2 separate regions of the Zea mays genome follow, and region 1 is linked to region 2. A link is a contact called in public Hi-C data. All regions are on one chromosome and are shown on one strand. Each heading gives the region's core, a stretch centred on a gene start, on an enhancer-like site or on the middle of the called end of the contact. The rest is flanking DNA. Distances are from core to core; before and after follow the strand shown.

Region 1 (6,157 bases), core at 1,392-3,891, 300 kb after region 2:
AACACACACACACCTGATTTACTACCATTTATTTCATCTTAATAAAGTCTTATCTTTACTACAAACTTAATTGCTGCTTTGAAATACTCATAATTTGAATTGACAGATACAAGCTCAGCTTCATTGCTACTGATGGGACATGTGAGGCAGAGTTCTTTTGTTTTGATAGCATAGCCAGAAAAATAGTAGGAAAACCTTGTGACAACCTTGTTACAGCAGCTGCAACTTCTCAGGGTCCCCCAGCAGCCCTAGTCGCTATTGTGTGTCTGAAATTTACCCTTGTAGTTACCATCAATATGTCAGCCTACTCGGTCACAAATAGAGTATTCTCTGTTCTGTCTATTTTAACAAATCATGGAAGACAGACCTTCATACCATCTAACATGCCTAGCCATCCTCAACAAGAGTTGGATACACAAGATGAAATACCTAGCCTCCCGACCACACAAGACTCTCCAGCAACATCGATGGCGAAACTATCTACCTGTAGCAACGAAAGAAACGAGGTACGAAACTTCTTATTTTTCTTGCCATGTAAAACCTATTATAAACGTATCATTCTTTCATGCATACAACTTGATGAAGTCTATTCAACAGGCACGACGTGTTCTAATATATTCAGATATGTCACATGACACAGAGGTACCTTTAGTACTACTAAATACTTATTTTCCATGCACTTACAAAGTTACATATCCATTACATTTTAATACCAGATATAAATTAATACAATCAATACCCACATAATAAATAAACCAGGACAAAATGAGCTTCCACTTTGTTATATGAAACTACATTCATAAAATTTATGCACTTAACCACAGGGTGATGCCCAGCGCATAAGTGAACTCAACAATGAAGAGTTATCGTCGCCACCGAAAAGGTATGTATTACAAAAATAGTTGGACATAATAACAGTAGCAACAACAACCTTCTTTTAAATGCTAGATCTTATTTTCCACGCTAATACAACATTCATGATATTATATAGAATGAAACATGGCCACAGTAGCAAAGGAATACCAGATCTTACAGACCCCAAAAAGAAGAGCTCCTAGATCATCATCAACTTCATGAAGGTATAACACCATGTGCAAAACTTATTCATATATCGCAAATATATTTATACACAGTCAACATAATGTATTCCACTTACCCTTTTACGCAGCAACATTAGCAAACTATTGGGAAAACACCTCCAACACCTCTAATACTTTTTCCTCCTTTGTACACAGGTATTTACTTATTGCGCACCTATCAAGAGCAACATCACTTTTGGACCATGAATGCTTCCCTATAGATATGAACCCTATCAAGAGCACCATCACTTTTGGACCATGAATACTTCCCTATATATATATGAACCTACTGTTAGACTATTTGTGGATCTGTACATATTTACTTAACACCTGGAAGCACACTGTTGCTAAGTGTTGTTGTATGATGCTTCAATACTACTTAGTATATATTGTAGTCTAATTTCACTCTACAACTGGTATCAACTATTATGGGAAAACAATATTATCTACTTATATTTTGGTTTCTTGCATACATATTGTATACTCATATCATGTTTAAATTTGTTTTACATATCTGGGTACTCACAAAATCCTTAAGCCATATATGGTCACGCGCGCCCAGGCGCGCGCTAAACACTAGTTCAACTACCAGCCGATTTGATTGGGAGCACAACGCTCTCAACTGTCAGCCGCTTTGACCGGGCAGCACATGGAGCGCGCGACGACCGTGCAAGGCCCACTCCTGGCCGGAGGCCGCGCTCCAAGTTACACATGTTGCATGGGTATGTGACCTGTTACTATTTTTTCTCCTGGAAAAACAGATTGGTGCCTGCATCGTACAGATTGTGGCCGCGTCGTACAGGTTGCATGCAGGCATGCGGGGTGGTTCCTCGCCGATTGGTTGGAATGGAAACTCATGCACATTCAGCGTCTGATCCGCTTCCGGCGGCCAGGAGCTTATCTCCCCATCGTGGTCAGTAGAGTCGCCACCATTTTTATCACCGCGAACTGTGTATTCAGTCTATACAGAAAGACATACCATTGTATTGCGTAGGAGAGGAATCGAAGACTGTCGCGTAGGACAGTTCGGCTAGGCCGGAGACCTACCGGATTGACGGAGAGTTGATGCAGATCCAATCCCGCAGCAACGTCGAGGTAGAGCGTGCTGATAACGTATTAAGAATTACGTTACCACGGATCACCAGATCCGCTCCCTTCCCCCCGTAAGCAGTAGAGGCACGAGAAGATGTAGAGAACCCGTCTCCCTTCCCATAAGCACGACAGAGAAAACACACGAGACACATGATATATAGTTGGGCCTCTGGCCACTTTCTCATTTCTATTCCATATGAGGGGATACATGTTCTATATATAGGGACATGATTGCCCTCAGGGTATATTCGGTATTTACTCATATAACCCTTCATTAGGGTTTCTCAACAGGATTGTCTTGAAACTCTGAAAATACTACGTTGCCAAATGGCAACAGGCCCGGCTGCTAGTAGCCTGCTACACAGCTCTCCAAGGCAAGTTCGGCGGCTAACCACAGCACAGCCCATTAGTGGTCCAAGGACCAAGCCCATCTTTTACCCGACGATTATGCAGGGGCCCATAGCTAATCTGATCCGCAGAGACCATTAACCAAAGAATCCCTTCGTCCCGGAGACCCGGACCTCCCTGGTTGCGGGTTGCGGCGCCTGCCTCCTCCGCCCATGCGACGCGCGCCCGCGCAAACTACCCGCCTTCGCAGTCGTCCGCGCGGGAAACGTGAAGCTAATCCAACTCCAACATTTCCTCCCGATGCGCTGTGCTGTGCTGTACTCCTTCGCAGGGAGCTCTCGAAACCCAAACCCTAGCTCTGACCCACCGCGATTCCCCATTTGATTTCTCGTACCCATGGGTGGATCCGCTGATCCCGAGGCGCCGTCGCCGTCTCCGACGAAGCCATCGCCCTCGTCGGCTGACGGGAAGCCGCCGAGGCGGTGCGTGCAGTCGAAACTCTCGTGGGGGCTTGTCAAACCAGCCGGCGGCGGCCGCGAAGGTGGAGGAAAAGGAGGCGGCGGTGAAGCAGGAAGAGGAGATGCCGAGGCTGTTCCTCCTGTGCCTGCGGCCGGGGAGGCGGCGGCGACGGAAGTTAGAGAGGGGCTGGAGAAGGGGAAGAAGAAGAGAAAGCCGCGGAAATCAGAGGATGGCAAGAAGGTACATTGCCCATTTTAGCCGCTGTTTTGTGTCTTCTCGTTGAATTGCGCAGGTGGAGGATTCAATTCCTTTTTGGTAGAATGTCGATAGATAGGCATCTTGCCTTTTTCCTGCTGTTCCATTTACTTAGAGCAACTCCAACCGAACTCTTAACTGAAGCCCTATCCTATTTTGAGAGGCCAAAACACGAAAGTTTGTCTGGGGGGATACCATGCCATGCCATGGTTTTCGTGTTATGTACATTATTTTTCTGTTTATTGCTGATGCCCGATAACTGTGCACTTCAACCTGGATAAGGAGTCAAATCTGCAACCAAGTGAACCAACAACTACGTAGCTGAAATCCTACCTGGATAGCAGTCCACACGCCAAACTCAGTCTTTCCTGACTTAAATTGAACTACATCTGTTTCTTTTCCTTTTTTTGGAGAAGGGCCTGCAGAACTTTGGTCTTTAAATTTTGTTTTGGGTCCTTATCCATACTTTGTACTACATCTGCTTCTTCATCAATACTCCATCTGTTCAAATTGTAAGTTGTCTTAGGCTTTTAGCTTTTTTAGATACATAATTTTTACTGCGCATCTAGACACAGTGTATATCTAGGTCTTGACTTGCAGGCTGGCAATGGCGGACCCAGGATTTGATCAAGACTAGGGTTAAATTCTAGTAACAAAAAAGTGAAAGATGTGCATAGTCTATATGGCTATAATGGGAGGCACATGATTCTAGGACTGCATGAGCTCCATCTTTGTGTTGAGGAAGAACTGCATGCGCTGCAACTCCAGCTCCTGTGCTAAGTACATGTGCTGACGCTCTGTAGCCTTCACACGCTAGTATGCCTCGCCAAGGAGACATATCTCCTGTGCGAGCTATATTACATACTACAATCAATAATGTTTTAGAAATGAGTTTAGTAGTAGAAGTTGCAATGGTAAATGGGGTGTTTGAATGCACTAGAGGTAATAGTTAGCTGCTAAAACTAGCTAAATACATCCAAACAATCTAGCTAATAATTCAACTATTAGCTACTTTTAACAAATTTGCTAATAGTTAGCTAGCTAATTCCACTAGCAAGTTTTTAGCCAACTACTTAGTACCTATTAGCTTTAGTGCATTCAAACACCCCTAGCTATGAAAAAGTAAATACTGTCTTCTTAATGAAATGAAAGATAAAGCATATGTGCATATAGGGCTCCAATGTGGGTGGCATGGAATGCAAACCGAAAAACATTTTTTCTATACTCTTTGTTCACTACCATCCGAGTTATTCTATACTGAATGCTATGTCAAATTTAATATGTGCACTATTCAAGATTTAAGGAGAGTACATAGTAGTGATAGGATTTAAGAAGGAATCAGTTAGCAGGACGCATATCATACAAGAACCAAGACAAAACGAAATGTAACTCTGACTAATAGCTACAGGTTCGATAAAAAAGAAACTAAGAATTAGAAAGTCAAACTAATCTAGTACTAGAATCCTACGCAGCTACACCACATTCCAAGTCCTACACAACACACCCAAATAAGAAGGCGAGAGAGGGAGATGGAGGCAATTTGTAGTCGAGGAAGCACTAGAATCACCTGGACGATAGGATAGATACAACTAGGTGCCTGGCTGATAGATCTCGTGTAGAATAGTGAACTGCTTGTATTGATAGGAGATGTGGTACAATATATAAACTCACAACTACCCTAATGGGCCGGCAGCCCAACAGTGGCGCTGGCCCACACACACTCTCTCTCTCTCACACACACACAGTCTAACGTGCCCCCGCAGTCGCAACGGGGGCACCACACACGATGATACTGGAGTAGAGGCCGAAGGTAGGAGTCGACGGGTTGAATCCCCCCCGTAGTCACAGCGTCGTGATGGTGCTAATGTTGCGGTTGGAGTAGAGACCGGTGTGTGCTCCAAGAAGACGATAGCCCCTAGATGCCGAGATAGTCGAAGTCGAGGTGGTCGCGGTTGGGAGACACGCAGCAGAAGCCTGATCTTTGGGAGGGTCGACGTTCGAGCGTCAACGCTCGGCAGGGCGACACAACAAAAGGACACCGACAGGCCGACCTTCCTTCTTCGATCGTATGGGCGTCAAGGAGCCCTGCCAGGGAGGCCGACAGCAGCGCACGCATCTGCGCCGGTCATGGTGTCCGCGCCCGCGGCAAAATAGAAGGGGGGCGACGGATCCGACCGGGAAGGCTATGATAGCGACGAATCCGGTCGGGAAGACGCGATCTGGCCAAAGGGACGGCAGATCGAGCCGAGAAGGCCGCAACAACGTGGAATCCGGCCGGGAAGGTCGTGACAACGACGACTCCAACGAAGGCGATGAAGGGGTGGGCGGCGAGGCGGGTCCAGCCGAGCAGGGGTTGCGACGGTCCTGGCAGGTGGTTTTGACGACGGCGATGAAAGAAGCTCGATAAGTTTGCGCTCTTGGGTGCTAGAGCGGGAAGGGAGGGGGTGGCCGACGGGGAGGCGCCACCGCTGGACATGAGCCGGGGCTTTGGCGATGGCTAGCCCATACGTGGTTGGCTGCGGCGGGGCACCCGTGGCTGCACACACGCGCGTGCACAGGTCGATGGGGGCAGGGAAAGGGTTGCCGGTGCCAGAGCACAGGTGCCACCGCCGCTGGGGAGGCGTCCATGCCTAAGTGCAGCCGACGACACAGTTAGAGGCGTCCTGGCAGCACGTGTGCGTGCAGCGAGAGAGGCCGCCGGGGAAGTTGCTGGCGGCGTCTACAGGGGGCTAGGCCGACAACCAGAGGAGGGTGGGCGCGACAGGGGGCGCTGACGACAAAGGGGAAGCCGACATCACGACGCAGGTTGCACGGATCGACGCAGGAGGTCGGCGGCTGGGGAAGATGAGGCCACGATGGGGAGTGCTCGCGGCAGGGAGAGGTGGGGGGGGGGGGGGCGACGGTGCCCGTTGGCAGGGAACGGC
Region 2 (5,958 bases), core at 1,341-3,840:
CTCTAGAATGACCAATACCCTTTTTTTTGCAAGATGCATCAAACATTACAACATGTAGTTCCAGCTGCTTGTATGAATAGAACAACAGTGTTACTAATAGTAGTACTTGGCAGTACCATCTATCAGTGCTATTCTTAATCGAAGAAAAGGGCAGCATGACTACTGTAAATGAGTGAAGTTTTGACATCAAATGTCATTTTATCAGACATAAGGAATTACTAAATTAGCAATGATCATAAAGAGTAATCATGTTTAAATAGAAGTCAACTACTATATAATTTGTACGCCAATATGAAGTGAAATTAAGATATAGGGGCAAGAAAACTAATGAAGAGCACTATTAAGATGCAATGAAACCAAATCCAATATCAACATATTTGATTCTGGGTATATTTGAAGTCATCTTGTACCCAAACAAGACAGAATAGGTCTTTTATTAAGTACTGTGATATTTGAAGAAAATAATAAGTGCAAATTGAATGGTGGGTATCTAACAAACAATTTTCAGAAAAAATTGTTTACAAATGTTTCAACAGATCCTTGTGGTGGATTAGCAAGAAGGACAGGCCTGGTACAGTGGTGAGAAGTCTTCCCATTGAGCCAAAGGTCCTGTGTTCAACACAACCTCTCTGAAAAAATGCAGAGGTAAGGCTTGCCGGTTATCCCTTCCCTAGACCCCACTCATGTGGGAGCCGCCAACACTGTATTTGTCCTTATAGTGGATTAGCAACAAGATTTCATGGAAGGAATTTTTCCAAGACAAGGTTTCTGTAGTTGACTGGTACTTGGTAACAGTGCTGTTTCAACTAAGGATACATGACTAAAAGAAGATGGCAGGATATCCTATGTCCTACTCTTGTAATAAATCTGAAACTATTTTGCATCTGTTCTGAGTTACTACTGCAGTTTGAAGCATGCTAACCTTGTGTTTTAATGCTGTTTATAATTCAATATCTTTATAATATTATTTTGTATGGGTAAGCCAATTTTTACCAGCATGTGTGGTTCTAAGCTCCTATAAGATGAAGACATCAGCACTGGTGTAGAAATTAACCATGATGTGACTCAATATCATCCAGGGCTCCAGGCAACCTATGAAAGATGTCAGTGTAGAAAAATAGCCTGCAGACTCAGTTGCTGACAGATGGAGACAAATAAAGGACATGAACAATTGATGGGTTTTAAATTGCTGAAATAATGGCACTGGAAACTAAAACATGTTTAGTTCTAGCCCTGCAGTGTGAGCACTAATCGTCCGGTATTTGGATCTCAGTCTGTTTGGTGAGGTTGCTAAGTGCTGAAAATAAGTTAGCTTATCTTTATTTCTGAGTCAGACATCTGTACGAACAAAAATACGGAGCCACATTAATAGTACTTGATACTTCAGAGTGCAGAATAAGGAGATTACCTCACCAGCACTCTCTAGTTCTTCCTCTGAACTGCCAGCCCAAGGGGTGTGGGCTCTGAAAGCCCCTTCCATGTTTTCCAGGAACTCCTGGATAGCAGTACTATCCTTCTCTGGATCAGGAGCTCTGTTTGAGAATGTCACAATAAAGCTGTATGCATGGAACATAACTAAGTTAATTTCAAGTATTTTGTAAAAAGGCCTAAATAAATGTTAAATATTAATAGCTACTAAGTCTATTAAGAAAAATGAGGCATCTCCAATGCATACGGCTGCATTTGAAAGAAAAAGAGCGCTTAATAGCTCAGGAAGCATTTACTCACAGCTTTGGGCTTCTCGCCCCATTAGTAACATAAGATCAATTAGTAACATATAATCATCTATCATGCCTATATCACAGCTCAAGTCAACCTTGGTTTTGTACCAGGCAGTAATGGGAAATACAAAGCCGTACTCTAACCCTAAATTGAAAACAAATAGTTATCCTGGAATTAGCATTTAAACTCAGTGCATTAATCCCAATGTAAGTACTCCACTATTTTCTACCAATTCGGGTATCATCTACATATGCTAAAGCATACACAGGATCAATCAAGTTCGCAGAGCATATGAAAAACCTCAACGCAAAACTATCTCACAATGTGCAATGTCTCTATCATATTGCAGCTTGGAAGGCATCCATCAAAGAAGTCTGAACTCTAGAAGTTGGCAGAAAGGAATGACAAGTGGAACCAGCTCGAACCTAGACGACAGGTTCCAACCCAAATAGCAAACCTAGGTTAAGCTGTCCAAAAACAGACAGATTGACCCTACAAGCTCTCTAACAATGTGGGCTTACATTTTGAAAGGCACGGCATTGAAATCCCATTCGTGTCCCCGAATTCCCACTACACTTTAATCTCCCACCTCGAGCTACTTCGCCCTACACAGGCCGCAAGAGCTCAAGCAAAGCAATTGCAATATGTTTCGCCGCGGATCTCATCACCCACGAACTGAATCTCACATGAACCTAATTTCACCCATATGATTGAGGGGGAGTGGGCGCGTGGGCTAGAGCTGACCTTTTAATGGACTTGACGAACTCGGCGGCGGAAGGCTGGCGCATGCGCTCGAGGAAGTCGTGCCAGGCAAGCGGCGCCGTCAAGGACCCGAAGGAGTCGGCGCTCCCCTCCATCGTTGCCGGATCGGAGTGCCCGGCAGTTGAGATCAGCGGATTGGCTGGGTTCCGAGGTTGCAGAGGGAAGTCAAGTCGACCCGGATGGACCGACCACGCGGCGATTTTCTGGAATTGTCGGAGTCGGAATTGCTGAGGGTATGCTTGTAGTCTGTGGATGTGGAAATACACACCGAATTATGATAAATTTAATATCTAAAATAAATATAAATAAAATTTGATGCTAATCTCAGTTATGTTATTAAACACATTATAAAAACACGAATAAATTTTTTGTATAAATTATTTTATATTATTTGCTCCTTACAACTAAAAATGTGAAAATTCATCTAAATCTAAAATAGTGTTTGTATCTGATTTTTTTAATATCCATCATTTAAGAAGAAATAGGATAAGTTTGAGGTTTAATTTTTATGAACCTTTTGAAGCTCAATAGTCAATATTAAAAACTATAATAATTTATATAGCAGATTATATATCTATCTATTCGCAATTAAAAAGAAAACGATTAAAAAATTAACAATAAGTATTTGGATCTATCCCTATATGGATGTTAGGGGTATGCTTCGTCGCCGAAGATCCTGTAAGAAGAAACACCTTCGGCAGATCCTTTCAAAAGCAGCGTCGAAGCTACCATCTATGAAGCTTCGGCACAGTGACATGTCTCAAGACGAAGGATCGCACCGATTTAAAGATGAAATGACCGATTAGTCCATGAGAGCCTGTGTCATAATTGTAATCTTTTGTAAAGGACATGAATGTAATATCTCACAGGCTGCGCTCTATGCCTATAAATAGATGAACAGTACCCCCGTACTGTTCACGCTGACTTGTATTTGCTCGCGCATCACGCTTGACTTTTGCCTTCTGTCAAGCCGAAGGTATAAATGTAATTCAATATTGTTCACGTTTGTTCATGATGATATAACTCAAAGATATCAATCATGCCATATGATTATTTATGTTATTTCTCATATTTCATATGCTTCTTCCTTTATTAATATGTATTGAAATGTCGAAGGTATGTCCTTCATGCCCTTCGTCTGAAGATCATTACATCTTAAAGGATATAATGCTTCGAAGGACGAAGGGTACTAACCATTAACCCTTTTATGTTGCCTTGTTCTTAACTCATAGCATTTGAGAACAAGTCCCCAACATTGGAGCCCACCGTCGATTAACTCACTTCCACTGATTGAGCTGATAGCTTCGTCCAACAAGCAAGCTGAAGCTGCTTCGGCTACGAAGCTGGTGCTCCCGATAACAGGCGGTTCATGCTCAGAGCCAGTCAACAAGAAGCAGAAAAAGGAAGCTCAGAGAAGGGTGCAGCATGTTGGGGTGCAGGGACCCTTCATTAAGTCGAAATGGTCCCACATCCCAATCACCTTCTCCCAGGAGGACCTTCAGCTCAAGGATTACCCCCACAATGATGCTATGGTCATATCTTGTGTCATCAAGGGATTTCTGGTCCATAATGTTCTAGTTGATACAGGCAGTGTAGCCAATATCATATTTGCTAAAGCATTCAGACAGATACAAGAGCCAGAGGACAAGATTCATGATGCTACACACCCTCTTTGTGGCTTTGGAGGAAGGCAGATTGTAGCACTTGGTAAGATCACAATGCCAGTGACCTTCGGATTTGTCCACAATACAAGGACTGAACAAGTTGTGTTTGATATTGTTGACATGGAGTACCCCTACAATGCAATCATTGGTCGTGGGACACTTAATACTTTTAAAGCAATTCTTCATCCAGCATATCTATGCATGAAGATACCTTCGGAACAAGGGCCTGTTGCTATTCATGGAAGTCAGGAAGCTGCCAGAAAGGCTGAGGGAAATTGGACAAACTCAAAAGCCATCCACAATATAGACGGAGTTGAAGCTTGTGAGCAGTACAAGTACAAAAGAGAGAAGGCTGCTTCGGTTGATCAGCCGAAGCCCATGCTTCTATGTGAAGACTTAACAGAGCAGAAGGTATTGCTAGGGTCCCAATTATTTGAAGAGCAGGAGAAAAATTTGATAAGGTTTTTATTCAACAACAAAGATGTTTTTGCATGGTCGGCCAATGATCTCTGTGGTGTCAATAGAGACGTTATCGAACATTCACTCAATGTCGATCCATCTTTTAGGCCCAGAAAGCAAAGGCTTCGGAAAATGTCTGATGATAAAGCCGAAAGTGCTCGGAATGAAGTGAAAAGACTTCTCAGTGCTGGTGTTATTAGAGAGGTAAAATATCCAGAGTGGCTAGCAAACATTGTTATGGTAAAGAAGGCCAATGGCAAATGGAGAATGTGTATCGATTTCACGGATCTTAACAAGGCCTGTCCGAAGGATAAATTTCCATTACCAAGGATAGACTCCCTAGTGGATGCGACAGCTTCTTCAGAACTTATGAGTCTGCTGGATTGCTATTCAGGATATCATCAAATATGGATGAAGAAGGAGGATGAGCCAAAGACTAGCTTCATAACTCCCAGTGGCACCTATTGTTATCTTCGGATGCCTAAGGGGCTCAAGAATGCTGGAGGCAGTTTCAGTAAGATGACAGCCAAGGTCCTTCATTCCCAGATAGGCATAAATGTGCTAATATACGTTGATGATATTATAGTAAAAAGCACGAAGCAAGAAAATCATATCACTGATCTGCAAGAAACATTTGCTAATTTCAGGCAAGCTGGCCTGAAATTAAATCCTGAAAAATGTGTCTTTGGAGTGAAGAAGGGTAAGTTCCTTGGCTGTCTGGTTTCAATGAAGGGGATCAAAGCTAACCCAAGCAAGATTGAAGCCATCCTTCGAATGGAACCACCAAGCACAAAAAAGGGGCCCAACGGTTGACAGGAAGATTGGCTTCATTGAATAGATTTATATCTAGATCAGCAAAAAGAAACTTGCCATTTTTTGAAATACTAAAGTCAGCCGAAGTCTTTCAATGGGGTCCAGTTCAACAGAAAGCCTTTGAAGAGCTAAAACAATATTTAATTGATCTAACAACACTAACTCCACCAATGCCAGGGGCTCCATTACTATTATATGTGGCAGCTTCGCACTCTGCAGTAAGTGTGGCACTTGTGCAGGAGAAATTGGAAGGACAAATTTAAAAGCAAGCTCCAGAATACTTTGTTTCCGAAGTTCTAAGCTTATCAAAGAAAAACTATACAGAATTGGAGAAGGTGTTGTATGTTGTCTTAATGGCCTCCAGGAAGCTTCGGCATTATTTTCAAGCATTCCATATAATTGTTCCTTCATCACAACCTCTGAAGGATATCATGAGGAACAGAGAAGCTACTGGAAGAATTGGAAAGTGGGCTGCAGAACTAAACGAATTCAGCATTGATTATGTGCATAGATCCTCAATTCAGTCCTAGGTGTTAGC

Evidence for each region. Hi-C and Micro-C count contacts between places; a contact is called where the count stands out from the background.
Region 1: a contact with region 2 is called in a Hi-C map of endosperm, with 2.2 times the contacts expected there. The contact joins the promoter of LOC103639335 here to the promoter of LOC100273143 in region 2. A contact is called at or near these places in 2 of 25 Hi-C or Micro-C datasets (ear and endosperm).

What each region holds. Positions count from the first base shown.
Region 1 is chr9:147,410,401-147,416,557 of Zm-B73-REFERENCE-NAM-5.0, forward strand. LOC103639335 (P-loop containing nucleoside triphosphate hydrolase superfamily protein) reads left to right here and starts at 2,642. Exons shown (of 18, transcript XM_008662093.2): 1 at 2,642-3,218. The coding sequence starts at 2,916.
Region 2 is chr9:147,112,601-147,118,558 of Zm-B73-REFERENCE-NAM-5.0, forward strand. LOC100273143 reads right to left here and starts at 2,591. Exons shown (of 5, transcript NM_001147590.1): 1 at 2,467-2,591; 2 at 1,409-1,556. The coding sequence starts at 2,579.